2 separate regions of the Mus musculus genome follow, and region 1 is linked to region 2. A link is a contact called in public HiChIP or PLAC-seq data. All regions are on one chromosome and are shown on one strand. The core of a region is the stretch at or near the end of the contact, and the rest is flanking DNA. Distances in the headings are between cores, read along the strand shown. Region 1 holds the start of Cr2 (complement receptor 2). Region 2 holds the start of Cd46 (CD46 antigen, complement regulatory protein).

Region 1 (4,228 bases), core at 1,436-3,935, 84 kb after region 2:
GAGTGAATATTACCTCCTTAACTTTATTTGCAGAGATCCAGAAGTTCACTCTTATTCAGATCAGAGGAATCTAGACAAAAAGTACCACTTTGTGAAACCCTACAAGAGTAGAAAGAAATATACCTGAAAATTTACAAATTTAAATTTTTTCCCACAAAAGTGTGAGGCAGGTACAGGTGAAGGCTAAACAGTGGTTGCCTGCTGACTCAAAGACATTCACCAAGCTCCCAAGGCCACAGTCAGATCAGCCTTCTCTAACTCCATGCTTCTACTGGGGAATTGAAAAAGAGTCACCACTGTTAGGAGCCAGATCTTACTGTAGTTTCCTCTTTTGTAATTCTTTAGTTTCTTCCATTAATTCCCACCAATTTCCCCAACTACATACTCTGTGAAAAACATCAAGAAAGTCTCTATGAAAAATGAAGGCTGAAAAACAGTGAAGATAGATATCTTCAAAACATGATGAGACTTCTACCAGTTATTCTAATCAAATAATAATCTGTGATTATCAATTGTAAATAAGGACAAAAAATTATCTTCTACAATATGGAAAAACATTTAAATTCATAAAACTCAACAATAAAGACCAAGAGAGATACAAGATCTGGAAACTATAGAAGAGGAAACTTTACAATGTGACTTTCCATGCCAAAATGAAGCAAGAATCAGACTTTGTGCATGAGGGTTAATAGAAGTCTCATCTCTAGTAAGGAGATCTCACACTGTATTGAAACTGCCCACCTTCCAGGCCACAGTACAGAATTTCCAGAGATTGGTTTCTCCTCCAATCAGAAAGTGAAAGAGAGCAGGTAAAAAGGCACTGCTGTCAAACCTGATGACCAATCCAGTTTAATCCCTGGAACCCACGTGGAAAAAGCAGAGAACGAACTCCTATGAGTTGTCTTCTGACCTCCAAGCACATGCCATTGAATGAACACACTTCCCACAAATGATAAACAAATAAACACATTTAATGATTTTTCAAAGAAAAAGAAAGGCTAGCCTACAAGCTATTACATGATAGGAATTTTCATGAGTCTCTTTTCTCTCTTTACATCTTTCTAGGATCTGGAGTGAAGATCGGAGTAGTGACTAACACTGAAAATTCTTCTGGAGGACAGGGAGAGATTAACTATTTAGATGTAAAAGGCTTTACACGGATGATTTAGAAATCATTTAGAAGTAGATGGAGGATTTATATGTAGAATAAAAACAAATCTGAAAAGTTGGTCAGAAGACAGGAAGTAGGGAAATCATTATTGAGAATTATCATCAAATGCCTTAATACTGGGTTTCCTGGCTATCTGATGGATATGGATGATTTTTTTTAAAAATGAGAGTCATGTATGTTAACCAAAGTATTGTACTGAGCATAAAATATTCATCAGTGAACATGAAATAAGGTCCAGCCATCCCTAGAATTGATTTTCCAGTAGAAATTGTAGCAGAACTAATACATAATATTCAGACCCTATAACAACCAGATCCATCCTTAGCTGCTAACGGCTACCTTAGTGTCAACAGTCAAGTGCCAATTGACTTAATTTCTCTGACAGCTCCTGATTTCTTTCACCTTCATGGGATGTTAGCACAGCTCATTTCTGACTTTATATATGAAAAACTGAGGGTCAGGGCTCTAACCAACTTGCCAAATTCACGCAGCCATTGAGGTTTACTGTAAGTAACCTATGAATTTATTCACTATGAGAACAAGTTATACTGAGACTTGCCAAAATCCACTCAGCATTGAGGTTTTTGCAGTAAATGTCTTATACCTGATCCCTTCACTACCAGAATAAATGGTACTACTTTAAAAGCAAGCCAATCTGTGAAACAACAACAACAACACACACACATGCACACACACACACACACACACACACACACACACACACATACACACACACACCACTTACAGAGAACACTGAAGGAGAACCTACAGAAGCACACACCACTACAGAAGTCATAGTTTTAATTCATGTTCAACTTTAAAAACTAACTGAAGATAGTTTTTAAACATACTATCAAAGATAAAAAATCTGAGACCCACATTGGAGAATCAGGTGTTACTCTTTTTAAAAACCGAAGCAGTGGCTCCATGCCTAAGAGGCACATGCAGGTCTGTAATTCTTGAGCACAGATTGGGACACTACTGTGTGAGCTCTTGATGAATTCCCTGGAGACTGGAATCCAGGGAGAAGAGAGCAGACCCCCCCCACACACAAAAAACAACAACAACAACAACAACAACAACAACAACAACAAAAACAAAAACAATGCAGCAGTCACATTCCAAAGCGACCATAAGTGTCTCAGCCTTCTATGGTGATAATCCATCTCCCAGAAGAGGTGGGGACGTTCTGCATCAGGAGACAGAGGGATCTCCAAAGGTGTCAGGGACAGCCAAGTATCCAGCATTGGCCCCACATCCCTGGTTTGTCCTCTAGCCTTTGTGTAGGCACAGAAAGTTTCCCAGCCCTGGTGGAATTCCCGTATTTGAGCTCCCGTGCCCAGCTCACCAAGAACTCCTGGAGTGATGAGAGTGAAGAAAACCCAGAGCGAACCCAAGGATCCCATGTGTGCAGCAGTCCAATGGCAGGTTGCGCTCTGTGAGTTGTGAGCCTGTAGCAAGGAGAGGAAGAGGACGGGGCTGGCTGCCTGCGGGGCTGGCTGCCTGCGGCTGGCTGTAAGCAGTGGGGAGCAGACCCTTAAATAGCATCGGCTCCGCGCGGTGGCGCTGGGTACTGAAGATTTGTGAAGCACAACTGCAGGTGACTAGGGGCGGAAGAGGCAGAGAGGGGCGGTCCCCGGGAAGTCTGCTTTTGGTTCAGGCTGGGTTCTGCGACGCCTGGCTTTCCTATATTTTGTTGATTGAGCAGCCAAGTACATTAACTTTCTCGTTCCCACCCCCCTACATCTGAAACAAGAATTTCACAAAATAATACTCATGCCTACTGATCGTATGATATGCTAATTTACAGTATTGTATTCTTTAAACCTGTTTGGGGTTTTGTTCCAGTTAATTCAGTTTCAAACCCCATTAATGTAATCAACTCTCAGTTTGAGAAAACAGCTTATTTTACTTAAAGTGGAAATTCAGAAATAACACTGCCTGGCATTACAATCTTTTTACTCTAGTGTAAACAGTGAAATTTCAAATTTCTGTATAACTGTAAAGGGGTTTTCTAAATGTTAATATTTTAGAAATGTTATCTCTATATAATTATAAAGATATATAAAAGTATATATTTTGACTATACAATTGTGTTATGTAATTGTTATTTCTGACTTTTTAAATAAATTACAGACATTTATCTCTTCTTTAAGTATTTTAATGTGTATTTCCTAAAAATAAGGACAATATAACTATAGTAAAATGATCAATTACAAGACACTAATATTGGTAAGGTAGTTTTTCATAATTTTTTACTGTCTTCAAGTTTTGATGAATATCTCAATAATCTTTGTTACGGCATGATAAGAATAACAAAACTATCCACACTTCAGTGTTATATATTTAGTTTCCATGTCTCTTTCTTTAATTTGAAAAAGATCTTTGGGAGTAGGAGGTGTGTGTGTGTGCATGTGTGTGTGTGTGTGTGTGTGTGTGTGTGTGTGTGTGTGTGTGTGTGTTTTATGTGGTTTGCACGTGTACATGAAGATGTGTGGAGACTAGAAGCTAATATCAATGTCTTTCTTGCCAGCTTTCCACCCCCTTATTCGAGGCAAAGCCTTTCTCTGACCCTTAAACTTGCAGGTTATCTAAACTGGATGGTCAGTAAGTTCCATCTGCCTGTGTCAGGCTCTCTTGCACTAGGATTACAGGTAAATTGGCTGCAGCTTTTTACCTAGATTCTAGAAATCTGAATTCAAGCCCTTATGCTTGCTTGACAAATAGCTTTACAAACAGAGCCCTGTCAACCTCTTGGAATTTTGTTGTTTCTTTTGTTGTTAGTTTTTTATATCTTTGAACTACACATAGTTAGAGTATTTTCTAAAAATGGCTCTTAAATCATTTGTCTACTATACAGTACAGTAACAAATTACCCTATGATTAGTAGTGGATTAAGCGAGACTAAATAGTACCTTCCAGTTTGTACTATCATGATTTGGAGTCAATTTAGCTAGACTGGCAGTTTTTCATCTCCCCTGATATTATGGTCCAAATGAGAGCTTGCGCTACAGTCATCCAGTTGATTGGGACAGGAAAAGTCACACAGAAGACGCT
Region 2 (4,046 bases), core at 682-3,181:
AGCGATTAATGAAAAAGCAAAGTTCTTGAAAGAATGTTCCTCCTGCAAGCAGGAAGAATCTTTTCTGTGCTTCATGCATTGGCCAAATATATTTAACATTCTGGTACTTGAGTTTTGTAAGAGCAACAACACTAAGACAAAACAAACAAACAAACAAAAAAAAAACCATTTGGAGTCACTAGTGTGAAAAAAAGAAAAGATCTCTTGCCTTCCTATTCAGAGAGGTAGAGAACAGAAAAGCCAGTTTTATAGGTGTGATGCAAGTTGAGAGATGGGTTAAGTTGGGTTATGTCTACTAAGGGTAGTCAGAAGAGGTCTCCCTGGGGGGGGGGGGTGACATTCCAACTAAGTTTGAAGAGAAAATAGTCAAATATGTAATATCAGGAGAAGGTTCTATATATAAGAAAAACAGTAAAAAAAAAAAAACAAAACAAACAAACAAAAAAAAACCAGTGGTTTAAAGTGTCAGAGTTGGGATTGTTGTTTGTCCTGTCCCTCAGTCATTTTAAAATCCAGTCAGAGAAGCATGTTCCTTTACTCCAGAGCATGGTTCTATTCCTTCATGTTAAGCTTTGGTTATTATTAGCAAATATTTATAGATCATATACTATGTATTGCCACTAGGGATCTATCAGCACAATAAAGTGCCTGCTTACATTCCTATACATATATGTGTGTGAACAATCAGTGGAAGAGGCTCACAAAACCAAGACAGGCTTGTCACTGTCTCCCAACATCTCCATCCTCCGGACCAGCACAGAGTCTGGAACATAGAAGGCAAAAGTTGCTGGATGGATACTGATAAGAAAAAATATAGAAATACAGACTATATGAACAAGATTATGTATATATGTCACAAACACAGAGTGTTGCAAAACAGAAGAAAACAGAAGTATTGTTCTTTGTGTAAATTTTATAAAGTAACTAACCATGTATAGTATTTATTCCATGTAATGAAACACCATCCAAATGTGGTGGGATAAAGCTTGAGTTTTAGTTCATGAGCTAAGGTGAAAACCAGAGTGCTACTTATACTTCTTGTCTCAGGAGTGATGTCTAGATTGTCCTTTTTCTACTATGACTTTATCTGTAAAGGAAGATAAGATCTCAGAGCCATTTGGTAATAGAATCAGACACTGTCTGCTTTGGCTAGGAATGGACACTAATTCCAAGCAGGGAGTAGGAGTGTAAGGAATATGATTAAACACACTGTATATGTGTGTGTGTGGGGGGGGGGGGAATCTAATGAAATTGAAAAGCCAAACAAAATAGCCACTTTTTTTTTTTTTTCGAGACAGGGTTTCTTTGTATAGCCCTGGCTGTCCTAGAACTCACTTTGTAGACCAGGCTGACCTCGAACTCAGAAATTCACCTGCCTCTGCCTAAATTAAAGGCATGCGCCACCATGCCCAGCAAAATAGCCACTTATAAACCAAGCCCATACATACTGCCTCGGGCAACAAGGAAATTTGACTTAAAGGGGGAGGCCAAGTGTGACTTTCCCTCCCTTCTAAACCCAGAGTTGCTTGCCCACAGCATAAGCCGTGCAATCTGCTACTGACACAGTGGGGCTCTAAGTGAACATCTACCCCTCCCTCCACTCAGGCTGCCCACCCCTTAACTACTGCCTACTAAGGAAATCTGCACTTTCGGGGTGAGGACTGAATGATCTCCATAGTCACAGCAAAACTCACACATTTACACAACCCTAAGAGGGCTCTACCAGGAACTCCTGAACTCCTCCCAGCTTCCCTGCGACACAGCCTCTCTCCTGGATCGTACCAGATAAATGAGACAGCAGAAACAGAAGGGCCTCAGCATAGACGCCCAAGGAGCACCAGAAGAAAGTGTAGCTCTTCCTTCTGCGACAGGGGTGCGTTGAGTCTGGCATAAGAGGCGCCGCCGTCATGTTACCAGACTGAAAGGGAAACTGGGCGCCAGGAAGCCAGAGAGCAAGTTTTAAGATAGGTGAACAGACGCAACAATCCTGAAACTAAAGTGTGCTGAGCGACACAACAGGTGGGCGTGGCCAGGCCGCTCCTGGCAGGCTGGTGACTGGTAGCGCTAGCTAGGCCAATCGGCTGGCAGTAAGGTGGGGCCTCAGTTCAAGCGGCTGGGCCATGAGGTTGCGCTCCCGCCAGGAATTTTGGGCTTCTCAACTATTTTCCATTGTCCCACTTTGCTGTGCTCCTTCCTTACCTAGCTGCGTTACTCCCAAGTCCTCTGCAGCTTTGCTGCACTCCTCAGCTTGGATGGCACAAGCCTTGTCCTCAGTTGCATGTCAGGGTTGTGCTCCTCTCAGGGCTGTTTTCTTAAAGATGCAGCTCAGTATTCCCTCTTCAGCGGCTCTATAGCTGTTCTAAGGTGTGCTTACCAGCTGGGGCGTACCTTGGCTTACATATACAAAGAGACCGCTTTATTCCAGAAGGCTGGAAAGACTTGTTGGCCCTGTGATCATTGCTCTGAACTTGAACTTGAAGAATAAAAGTGCGGGAACCTATAAAATAGACCTAAAGCACTATCAGGAGGCTGCCTCAGACTTGTATTTGGCATTAGTCACAGCTGATTAGGACAAGTACTTATATTTTCCTCATTTGAATTCTCTTACAGCCTCATCTCACAATCCTCAACTCTCAAAGGTTTTCCCATTGGATTCTCAGCTTCTAAAGTCACACCCCCACCCTCCACATGGTTGCTGTAAATTATTGCACAGAACACTTCTCTGTGGCAAGCATTGCAAGCACACCCCTGAAGTTGAGCTATTATGTTTTAGCCCTGGTTAGGAATGCTTTCAGTGACAGTGTTGACTGTGAACATCCCAGGATCCTGACAAATGTCAAACCTTTGGATGAAGGAGAGGATTCAAATTTGGTGTTTTTTCCAGTTCATGGGAAATATCTTGTTAAACTGTCAAAGAGAAGCAAGGGGGAGTGCGGGGGTGTGGACCAAAATAGGACTCAATCTCCTGTATGCTTTTTGAAGGGTGGTAAGACAGTGGGATGAAAGGGCATTTAAGTGGTAGAGAAATCAGGGTTAGGGCTTTTTGTGTGTCTCGGGAATTATGTTTACATTGTTTTCAGAGGGTGGGTGCAGTGGTTTGAATAGGAATGGCCCCTATAGACTTATGTGTTTGATATTTGGTCCATAGGGAGTGGGACTATTAGGAGATATGGCTTTGTTGGAGTAGGTGTGACTTTGTTGGAGGAAGTGTGTCACTAGTGGATGGGCCTTAAGGTCTCAGAAGCTCAAACCAGTTCTCTGCCTGTTGCCTGTGGATTCAGATGTAGAACTCCCAGCTCCTTCCACAGCACCATGTCTGCCTGCATGCCACCATGCTTCCTGCCATGATGATAATGAACTAAACCTCTGAAAAGGTAAGACAGCTCCAACTCTTTTTCTTTATAAGAGTTGTGTTGGTCATGGTATTTCCTCACAGTAATAAAACCTTAATTAAGACTGGGATAACAGCTACAGGCCAGCCAACCTTTCTGCATAGTGGATCAGGATCTAACTTCATCTCCAGGAATTCAGGTAAACAAAACAAAACAAAAAACAAAACCAAGTACAGAAACAAGGACGGTTTTCACAAGGACACTTACTTTATCCATTTTTGGTTTTACATCTGTCTTTGTGTTTTTGTACTCATAGTATGTTGTGAATGTACATGTCCATTTGGGTGTGTGCACCTGTGCATGCACGTAAGTGTGCATGCATGAGTGTGCATGTGGTTGTAGAGGCCAGGGGTTAACACATGTTGTCTTCCTTGGTCAATCTCTGTCTTAGTTAGGGTTTTATTGCTGTTAAGAGATATCATGACCATGACAACTCTTATAAAGGAAAATACTTAACTGGAGTTGGCTTACAGTTCAGACATTTAGTCCATTATCATCATGATGGGAAGCATATGATATGCAGGGAAAAGGAGCTAACAGTTCTGCATCTGGATCCTCAGGCAAAAGAGACTGTGAGTCACTAAGCCTGGCTTAAACTAAGACCTCAAAGCCCACCCTTGTGACTCACTTCTTTTAATAAAGCCACAACTACTC

Evidence for each region. HiChIP or PLAC-seq counts read pairs in DNA pulled down with a chosen protein or histone mark.
Region 1: an H3K27ac HiChIP or PLAC-seq map of embryonic stem cells shows a contact between it and region 2, with 6 read pairs. The contact joins the promoter of Cr2 here to the promoter of Cd46 in region 2. A contact is called at or near these places in 6 of 39 promoter capture datasets (cranial neural crest, embryonic stem cells, liver and 2 more), 2 of 115 datasets of contacts at active chromatin or transcription factors (both in embryonic stem cells) and 3 of 9 other capture datasets (adipose tissue, liver and pancreatic islet).

The regions. Positions count from the first base shown.
Region 1 is chr1:195,174,034-195,178,261 of GRCm38.p6, forward strand. Cr2 (complement receptor 2) reads right to left here and starts at 2,686. Exons shown (of 26, transcript NM_001368765.1): 1 at 2,520-2,686. The coding sequence starts at 2,577.
Region 2 is chr1:195,090,317-195,094,362 of GRCm38.p6, forward strand. Cd46 (CD46 antigen, complement regulatory protein) reads right to left here and starts at 1,932. Exons shown (of 11, transcript NM_010778.4): 1 at 1,783-1,932. The coding sequence starts at 1,909.